Linked DNA regions of Sus scrofa: region 2 is linked to region 1. A link is a contact called in public Hi-C data. All regions are on one chromosome and are shown on one strand. Each heading gives the region's core, a stretch centred on a gene start, on an enhancer-like site or on the middle of the called end of the contact. The rest is flanking DNA. Distances are from core to core; before and after follow the strand shown. Region 1 has its middle 99 kb from the start of ACSL4. Region 2 overlaps TMEM164 (transmembrane protein 164).

What was found. A called contact is a pair of places that touch in the nucleus more often than the background predicts.
Region 2: a Hi-C map of psoas muscle shows a contact between it and region 1, with 2.3 times the contacts expected there. The contact joins two enhancer-like sites. A contact is called at or near these places in 1 of 47 Hi-C or Micro-C datasets (psoas muscle) and 1 of 2 datasets of contacts at active chromatin or transcription factors (skeletal muscle).

What each region holds. Positions count from the first base shown.
Region 1 is chrX:89,933,693-89,938,655 of Sscrofa11.1, reverse strand. No RefSeq gene overlaps it. Among named protein-coding and RNA genes, the nearest start is that of ACSL4, 99 kb to the right of the region's middle. Within about 2 kb of position 2,570, at least 9 of the 83 cell types and tissues checked have an H3K27ac peak or open chromatin away from gene starts, as enhancers often do. A contact at or near this core is called in skeletal muscle, where this site is marked.
Region 2 is chrX:90,250,225-90,255,187 of Sscrofa11.1, reverse strand. It overlaps TMEM164 (transmembrane protein 164), which reads right to left. Exons shown (of 6, transcript XM_021080004.1): 4 at 1,200-1,278. Among named protein-coding and RNA genes, the nearest start is that of MIR652, 86 kb to the right of the region's middle. Within about 2 kb of position 2,292, at least 7 of the 83 cell types and tissues checked have an H3K27ac peak or open chromatin away from gene starts, as enhancers often do. A contact at or near this core is called in skeletal muscle, where this site is marked.

The sequences.
Region 1 (4,963 bases), core at 1,321-3,820:
CCTATATCTGAGTTTGGAAAATCCTGGCTTCCCAGACATAACATACTTGTTTATACTTACTGAACTATTTAACTAAAAAATCTTCTATGAACTAGACCCAGTTCCACCTTTTCCATGAGAGTGGGTAATTTTCACGAAATGTTCTCGAAGTCACATGCTAAATAAAATGTGCAGATGGATTTTCCTTGCACATAGTAGAAATCATCCTCTATCTATTTTGGCTTGGTTTTGAGAAAGAACAAATAGAGAAAGAGAGATTACCAAAAGAAAAAAAAAAGGTGGAAAAACAATGTTTGTAGACAGTATTTAGCAATGTGCCATGCCTTGGGCTCAGAAGACACAAAATGAGTGTGTGTTCACTTAAAGAATGGGGGTCTAGACAATGGAACTTGGTTCTATTTACCAGCCATTGGAATCTTCAGTTAGCCACCAGGATGAAATGGAAGTCTAGATCTCAGACATATTGAAAAAAATCTCCAGAGCATCAAAGATATCATATCTTTTTTTTTTTTTTTTGTCTTTTTGTCTTTTGAGGACCGCACTGTGGCATATGGAGGTTCCCAGGCTAGGGGTCTAATCGGAGCAGTTGTTGCCAGCCTACGCCACAGTGGTAGCAACACCAGCATCTGCAACCTACACTACAGCTCACGGCAACACCGGATCCTTAACCCACTGAGCAAGGCCAGGGACCAAACCCGCAACCTCATGGTTCCTAGTCTGATTCATTTTCACTGAGCCACACCGGGAACTCCCAACATATCATATCTAAATCCTCCCACCCCCATTATCTCTGCAGCAAACATTGCTTTGGAGAAGTACAGATTGGAGGACTAGCTGGTTTCTCTCAAAAAATGAAAGATATGGGTTCCATTTTTCTATAAGTTTCTTCTTTTTTTTTTTTTTTGCTATTTCTTTGGGCCGCTCCTGCGGCATATGGAGGTTCCCAGGCTAGGGGTCTAATCGGAGCTGTAGCCACTGGCCTACGCCAGAGCCACACAACGCAGGATCCGAGCCGCGTCTGCAACCTACACCACAGGTCATGGCAACGCCAGATCCTTAACCCACTGAGCAAGGCCAGGGATCAAACCCGTGTCCTCATGGATACTAGTCGGGTTCGTTAGCCACTGAGCCATGACAGGAACTCCAGTTTCTTCTAACATCTAATTTTAAAATGAGGGCCTGGTCTCATGATGTGTATATTGTTTTGACAACCAGGTGCTCTAGGCAGTCCTATAACCACGGGGGCTGGGGTAGAGGGGCTTGGAGTCTGTTACCACTGGAAAACCAAAAGCACTAACCACATCCAGAGTGAAACCTTCTGGTAGAATTGGTTTCCAGAAATAGATAATCTTGGATTTTTCAAGGTCATCATTTAGCAAAGGATGTACTTGGGTAGTTCAGGCTTCCAAGGAAGTATCCCCAGTGGTTCCATAAATAGAGTGGTGATTCTGAGAAATCTTAAGAGTCAAAAGGGATACGCTATAATAAACACGGTATTCTTCTCTTGATGGTAATGATATTGTAAGTGGTCAACCCTGGCATTCCAAAGGGTGCCAATAATGCCCTCAGCCCAGGAAATGTCTAAGTCCTGCCTGTTTGGTTATTTGCCTTGTGATTTAGAACCTTCTTGGAGGTCAAGATCACTCTTTTGGAGGTACATGGCCCTGGGCAAACTAGCTGTAGATGTCGCTCAATAACCCCCCCGCTATTTCTATTTCATTCTAAGGAGCGGACAAGCCAGAGTTCCTTTCTATATTTTCCTGGAATCTTGTTTGGGCAACTGATCCAGGAGACTCCAAGGAACCGTACAAGCAAAGGACTAACAGTGGGCAAATCAGGAGCGCTATTCTGTGTAAGAGACAGAAGAGTGTCAGTGCCCCCCCTGTTGTCATGGAAACAGTAGAAGCGTAGGTGTGAGTGTGGGCATGCGACTCAGATCCTAAGACAATCTGATTGCCCTGTCAAGTCTTTCACCATTAACCTCTGGAAGGTGGGGCTAACAGCTCTGTCTGATCTCTGAAGCAGTATATAGCTCCTATATTCTCAGGGAGCTTCTGAAGCAATTTTTTTTTTTTCTATTTCCTTTACATGAGAGCTTCTGGGTCCTAATGAACGCCATCAGAGCTTTGATCTTCAAGGCCAATATCCTTTAACAGATCTGGTGTGAGGAGGAGGGACTTGGACAAAAAGCAGCCCTAATTTAAGAAACAGATATAAAATACTGTCTAAGGTTTCCACGGGCAGCTAAAGGGGCGAGACTAGAGCAATTGCAAATGAGGAATGGCTAGCCAAAAGCTAGATTCTTTCACCACAAGCTGGTGGTAGGCCAAAATATGAAGTCAAACAATAGTGTTACCAAGAGCTGACTCTTTGGAGTCCGCCCTGTGAGGAAAGTCTGCCTCGGAGGATTCCGTAAGGCAGCTGGCAGGTTGAAAAAGCCATTTGTCACTTCATCCAGGGAAGCCTGTAATCTAATATCATCGCTTCTGCTGGAAACAAGAGCATACGGGCATGGCTGCTCTGGAGAAGGCAGCCCGAGCAGTGCCAAGGTTCTTGGCGGAGCCCCAGAGATAGGTCATAGGTGCTGGCTCCTCAGATGGTCTTACCCAGAGAACAAAAGCCTGGAGTACTTTCCACCACTTTGTTACTTGTGACATCTGGTCAACCATTTCGCCTGGCTAGGCCTCAGTGTTTTCACTAGTGTGGGATTAAGGCTAGCAACTCATGCTTCGAGTCCAAGAAGGCCAGGGTTCTTGGCCTTCTTCCACTTTTACATTTCCTGTTTGACCTTGAGCAATTAATTAACCTCTCGGAACTTTCAGTTTCTCATCCCTAAAATATGGGAAATAATCCTTATTGTGTGGGGTTTAGGAAAGAAAAAAATTGTGTAAACATACCAAGCAGTCAATAAATATTTGCCGGATCAGTAAGTGACTGGTGGTGCCTGGCACATAATAGGTGGTTTTTAGGTGTAGGTTCATCTTCTTTCTTCCCCAACCGTATATGACATGGAACCATATAGTAAGATAAATTATTCTCGCTGAGCCGCAAGATCCAAATATCAGCCTAATATTCTAGAATTAAGTCTACATCTTCTATGTATTTTTCTCCATGTGTACTATTCTGTCCAGAAATGTGTATCTTTTTTTTCCCCTTCCAATTTCATTGAACTATAATTGACATAGAGCACTGTATATGTTTAAGGTGTAGCATAATAGTTTGGCTTGCATACATCATGAAATGATTACTGCAGTAGGTTTAGTGAATATCCATCATCTCGGAGTTCCCGTCATGGCTCACCGGTTAATGACCCTGACTAGTATCCATGAGAATGTGGGTTTGATCCCTGGCCTCACTCAGTGGGTTGAGGATCCAGCATTGCTGTGGCTGTGGTGTAAGCTGGCAGCTACAGCTCCGATTCGACCCCTGGCCTGGGAACCTCCATATGCTGTGGATGTGGCCCTGAAAAGACAAAAAAAAAAAAAAAAAAAAAAAAGCATCATTTCATATAGATACAACATTAAAGAAACAGAAAAACATTTTTTTTTCCTTGTGAAAACTCTTAGGATTTGCTCTCTTAACAACTTTCATATATAACATACAGCTGTGTATCTTTACACCCCTAGAACTTATTATTTATTTATCTTATAACTGGAAGTCTGTATGTTTTGACCGCCTTCATCTGATGCCTCTTGACTCCTAGCCCCTCCTCTGGTAGCCAAAAATCTCATATCTTTTTCGATGAGTTTGTTGGGTTTTTTTGGAAATATAACTGACACATAACACTATGTAGTGATTTGATATTTCTGTACATTTCAAAATGATCACCATGATAAGTTTAGTTGTCTTCTGTCACCATATGAAGATATTATCTAATTATTGACCATTTTTCCCACACTGTACATTTCATACCTTTGACTCATTCATCTTTTAATTTATCTTTGTACCTCTCAATCTCCCTCATCTATTTCTCTGCTCTCCCAGTCTGCCTCCTCTCTGGCAACCACCTCTTTATTCTCTGTATCTATAACTCTATGTCTCTTTGTTCCTTTATTTTGTTTTTTACATTCCACATATAAGTGAAATCATGTGGTATTTGTCTTTATCTGACCTAGTTCACTTAGAATATAACCCCCTGTTCCACCCACGTTGTCACAAGTGGTGAGATTTCATTCTTTTTCATTCTTTTTTTTATTTTTTTGCTTTTTTAGGGCCTTATTCTCAGCATATGGAAGTGCCTAGGCTAGGGGTCCAATTGGAGCTACAGCAGCCAGCCTACACCACAGCCACAGCAACATGGGATCCGAGCCATGTCTGCGACCTACACCACAGCTCACGGCAATGCTGGATCCTTAACCCACCGAGTGAGGCCAGGGATCGAACCCACATCTTCATGGATATTAGTTGGATTCGTTTCTGCTGCGCCACAATGGGAGCTCCTCATTCTTTTTTTATGGCCGAGTAACATTTCATTGGGTATGTGTGTGTTTCTCACATCTTTATCCAGTCATCAACTGCTTGGCACTTGGGTTGCTTTCACATCTTAGCTATTGTAAATAATCCTGCAATGAACATAGGGGTTCATACATCTTTTCTAATTAGTGTTTTTGTTTTCTTTGAGTACATACCCAGAAGTGGAATTGTTGGATCATGTGGTAGTTCTACTTTTAATTTTTTGAAGAATCTCCATTCTGTTTTCCACAGGGGCCGCACCAATTTGCATTCCTATCAATGGTGCAGGAGGGTTCCCTTTTCTCCACATCCTCACTAGTACTTGCTAGTTGTTGTCTTTCAGGTGATAGCTGTCGTAGCAGGTGTGAGGTGTGGTTCTGTGAGGTGTAGCTCACTGTGGTTCTGATTTGCATTTCCCTGTTGATTAGTGATATTGGGCACCATTCATGTGCCTGTTGGCTATCTGGATGTCTTTTTTGGAAAAATGTCTGTTCAGGTCCTCTGCTCATTT
Region 2 (4,963 bases), core at 1,043-3,542, 320 kb before region 1:
GGGAGCACAACTTCCAAACCATCTTTTCAGTGGGCTTTAGCATCCATGTGACTTCGTGTCATTTTTTTATCTTTTTAGGGCTGCACCCGTGACATCGGGAGGTTCCCGGGCTAGGGGTCGAATCGGAGCTACAGCATCCAGCCTACACCACAGCCACGGCAATACAAGTTTCAAGCCGTGTCTGCGGCCTACACCACAGTTCACAGCAATGCCAGATCGCCGACCCACTGAGAGAGGCCAGGGATCGAATCCACACCCTCATGGATACGAGTCAAGCTGGTTAGTCACTGAACCACAACGGGAACTTCCTCGTGTCATTTTCAATGTGATAGAAATGAAACCCTTGCTGTCTGGGGTAAGGAGGGTCTCCAGCCACCAAGATGGAGAGGCTGATGGCAAGACCGGAAGAGGCGGTCTTCCAGGTGTAGGGCCTTTCAGAAGGCAGGAGCACTGAGAGCGGGGCTCTCACAACTAGTCTAGAAGGAACAGAACTCCCCTTCCCTTCTGTCTACTACACGATACAGGGAGGGGATGAGTTAAGGGTCACGGTGAGGTCACAAAGATATCAGCTTCCTTTCTAGGCTGTCTCTACCAAGCTGGTGGTCTCACCCTCAGGACCTAATGCAGGGTTCCATGGCTTGTTTTACAGGAAGGTCGCTCCCCTCTCATCTGCCTCCTCCTTTGATCCCATAGTTCTTGGGCTTCTTGCCCTTTCCAATATCCTTGTTGGTTTTTTTAAATTTTTTTATTATAGTTTATTTACAACGTTCTGTCAATTCCTTGTTGGTTCTGAGGATAGATATAATGAACCAAGGCATAAGGTCCTTCTCTCTGTACTGTACACCGAGGCAGGGAGAAGGGACCAGCAGAAGTGAGTGACAGAGGGTGTGGGGGGGGGACTCTGTGCAAGCCCCGTGCCATCACAGATGAAGAGCACAAGGCCTGGGCCCGAGGACAGGCTACAAGTAGCACGGAGCCCACCTACACAAAGGGTGGCTCTGCAAAGCCACCAGGTTCTTTGCAGGCCTCATCCAGGCCCACTGCCCCACTGCCTGGTGTCTGGCATCAAACGTGCTGCAGAGACCCAGCCTGGCAGCCCCTTAAGGTCCTGATAGGCACCCAAGAGGTTGTGGGCCCCCCAAGCAGAAGGGAGCGGCTAGGTGTGGGGGTGGCACCCGGGCGGGCTTTGCGGGCCTTACCTCCTTTCCAAAGCAGATAGATGGGCACCACGTAGAGCATAACATGCTGGATGTAGTAAATCTCCAATTCAAAGGGGAGCTGCAAGGACAGGAGGGAGAGAGGTGTTTCAGAGCAGGAAGCACTTGTTTCAATAGATTCTCAAGGTGAATGCCCTCGCTCGACCCCGTGTGCTTCAGCTAGTTCAACTCCCCTCATCATTAGACAAAAACAAATGAAATACACCTATGGCCCAGGCCAGCATCTCCCAAAGTGTATTTTGGGAGATAGGACTTGAAAAATGCTCCACCCAGAAAGTTTGGTTAAAAATGTAACAAATGTTTCATCCCCTTGGAGACCGGCCACCATGTATATCAGCGGCATATTAAGGACCTATGTTGTCTCTACAAGAAGGCTGCTTAACATTTCTTATCTAGAGGAGTTCCCTGGTGGTCTAGCAGTTAGGACTCGGTGCTTTCACTGTTATGGCCTGGGTTCAATCCCTAGTCTGGGAATCCTACATCCTACGTCATGCCCCCGCACCCTGTGACCCGGAAAAAAAAAAAAGAAGAAAAGGTTTATCTACTGTTTCCCAAACTTAGCCAGCGCCTCTGTAAAACATAGCACTTCTGTGTATGTTCTGCAGAATGTGCTTGAGGAAACACAACCTCACACTGCTTCCTGCTCCTGGTGACGGGACTACTTTAAAAGCTTATGTCTCGCCTGACAGGAACAATATATGGGCTAGGATTTATATGGGGTAGGATTTATTATCCCCATTTTTCAGATTTTTTTTAAAAAGTTGACTGCTAGGTCTGGTTAGTTCTAGATCCAAGAATAAAGAGTTTCGCCACTGGATACTTGGGGTCAGGCCAGGGTTAGCCCTACTTTTGGGTGAAGACCAAGCGCCTGGGCCAATTCTGGGACGGCTTGCCAAAAAGAACTTCCCCACCCTCCTTCCACCAACACGCCCACTCATTCACTGGTGTTTCCCATCTCTCTCAAAATGGAAGCTCGAAATTACCAAAGCAGAGCGTGCTTTCAACCTGGCATGGGGACCGCGCCGTAATGCTTGGCAGCGGGTAGAGTGGAAACAGCTGGGAGGCCAACTCAATTCCAGGAAAAGAACTGCAGCAGCTGGCAAGAGGCCTGGCATCCGAGGCTTACACAGCCCTACACACACACACACATTCCCCAAAGGGAAGCCCAGAGTGACAAGGACACCCAGGGCAAGGATCAGCTGCTTCCCTGGGCCCTCCAGGGTGAGCACAGAACTGAAACCAAAAGACTGCGGAGCTCCCAGCCATGGGAGCCTGGATGACCGCAGACCCGGGCCAGAGTCACCTGCTCTGGAGCTTGAAAACAGAAACTCACGCAGAAGGAAAATTTCCCACGGCCCCAGCTGATGCTCGACCATGATTTTATGCTCACGGAAAGAAAGAGCAAAACCAAGAACAAGAAATGAGGGTCCACGCGTCTCCGTAGACCACGTGGACATGACCCGCACCAGGTAACTTTGGAGACCTCACGGTGATGGGGTCTGGGATCACTCCACTAGCTGAAATCTGGGTGCTGCTTTATGCTTTTTCTAACGTCCCCACATCCATGATCTCCTCGGTCCTCTGGAAAACCCCAGGAGGTGGGCAGGTAAAGTATCATTATCCCCATTTGAGAGATGAGGAAAGGCGGGGGTGGCGGCAGGGGAAATGACTTGACACAGAAAGGAGGCAACGTTTCAGGAAGGCCCAGCTCTGTGCCTATATTGCGAATCTTCAGGTACCTAAGGGGCTCGACCGCTCCCTGAATGGGAGCCTGGGCACCCAGGCTGCATTCCTACAGCAGGGAGCAGAGAACCGGGCCGCGGGCACACTGACCCGATCCCAGCCAGGCCCCCACTACCTTTGCTGAACTCTCAGACTCCAGCCGCTTTTGCCCCACACGCTTCTCCCCTCCCCACCACCCTCCTGGAAAGCAAAGTCCCCCATGTGTGCGGCCAGGGAGGCAGTTCAGCATTGCGGCCTCAAGCACGGACTTTGGAGTTTGGCAAATCCCTGCCCTAGATTTGACTCTGAGGCTAAATAGCCCCGTGCCCTCGGGTAAGTCGCTTAACCTCTCCACCCCGGTTTTGGCACCATGTTCCCACGAACTCCATTTTAGAGGTGAGAAATGGAGGCACACAGAAGATGGCTAACTCACCCAAGGGCACATCAGTGACAGAACCAGGCTGCAAACTCCAGGCAGTCCAGCTCTGGAGTTTATCCTCGTAACCTACACGCTCCGCCACCCACCGCCCGCTCCTTCCCTCTGGCAAAGGCCAGACACCTGGGAGCTGCGCAGTGGAGATGCGCAGAGGAGCTGCGCGCGGGAGCTGCGCAGTGGAGAGGAGCCGGCGCTAACAAGCGCGTGGTAAAGAAGCACATTAGCCACAGCAGGATCCCAAACGTCCTCCACCTGGGGGCCGGGCCCAGTCCGGCCCAGTTTACCCGATCCCCACCCTCACAGCCTGCTCTGCCCCCACTGTGGCCCCGGGCCCCACATCACACAGTGGCCAAGCTTGGCCTGCACTACAGGCTCCCCCGTTTGCCCTGTGGCTCTGGAGGAACCTCGGTCACAGAGCTCAGCTGGGGTGGCCGGGAGACTGCCCCCACCAGCAGCATCCTTCCTCTGAGGGCGCCCCCTCCCCCCTTTTCAAGAGTTCCCCACCTGGAAGGCTACAGAGAGGATTCAACTAGGTGTGGGCACCACTGACAGCCAGGACCAGGGAGGAGAAAGTGTGGGAAAACAGGGAGAGGAAGGGAAGGGGATGAAAGAGAAGGGGTGGTTTGTAACATAAGAAAACTACACATGTGGCAGGAAGAGGGGCGCTGAAAGCAAGCAAGAACCTATCAGGGACCGTTTAATAACAAAGACTATTTATTAAGTACTTAGGGACCATGCAGTGCATTAAGTACTTTCACCTGTGTTATCTCATTTAATTATTGCAAAGTGCTTGCGAAGCAAGGGCTGTGATCATCCCCACTTGACAGAAAAGGACACGAAGGCACAGAGATGTTAAAAAAGAAAAAAAAAATCTAAAGGAGAAGCGGCAGGGCAGTGGAGTGAAGGACATTCAGCTATGGAGCAGCAAAAAAGGCAGCTTTCTTTACTGAGCGGTGAATCTGTGCCAAGTCCCAGGAACTTGCTCGTGGAGCCTCCCCACCCTGTTTTCCCCATTTTATAAACACTATCTGTAAAATGTCATCCTTCCCCCAGAAGCAGTTCACCTTGGCTAATTCATCTCTACCCTTCAGAACTCCCATCTGCAGCTCCACTCTAACGTACATATCTGGGCTCCTTTTCAGCTGGAGGATTCCTGAGGCTTTAGACCAAAAGTCTTACGATCACTGCAAATGAAAGCCAAAAGCAATAAAAATGTCTTAAGCTACATAGGTTGTAACCTCCTTCTCACATCCAAGTCATCTTTTTTTTTTTTAGAAGGCAGACTGGTAAAGTTCTCCAGGCTTCTGGAGTCCGACTGCCTGCCTGACACATGAGGTGCATAGGCTCCATCCATGGCAAGACCCTTCCCAGCCCTCCACCCTGACAGCCCTCCCACCACACTCTTGCCATGGAGACCGCCGATCCCAGTGTGCCTGCCCTGCGTCTCTGTTACTTCAGGCAGCACAAAAAGCCAAGGCTCCCAGGTCACCGCCCAACGTGTGAACTCAAATCTCCATACGGTCCTGTACAAGCCTGAATCTGACCCCATCGCCCCCTGCTCCCCAGTGCCTGAAACCCTTTCCCTCTA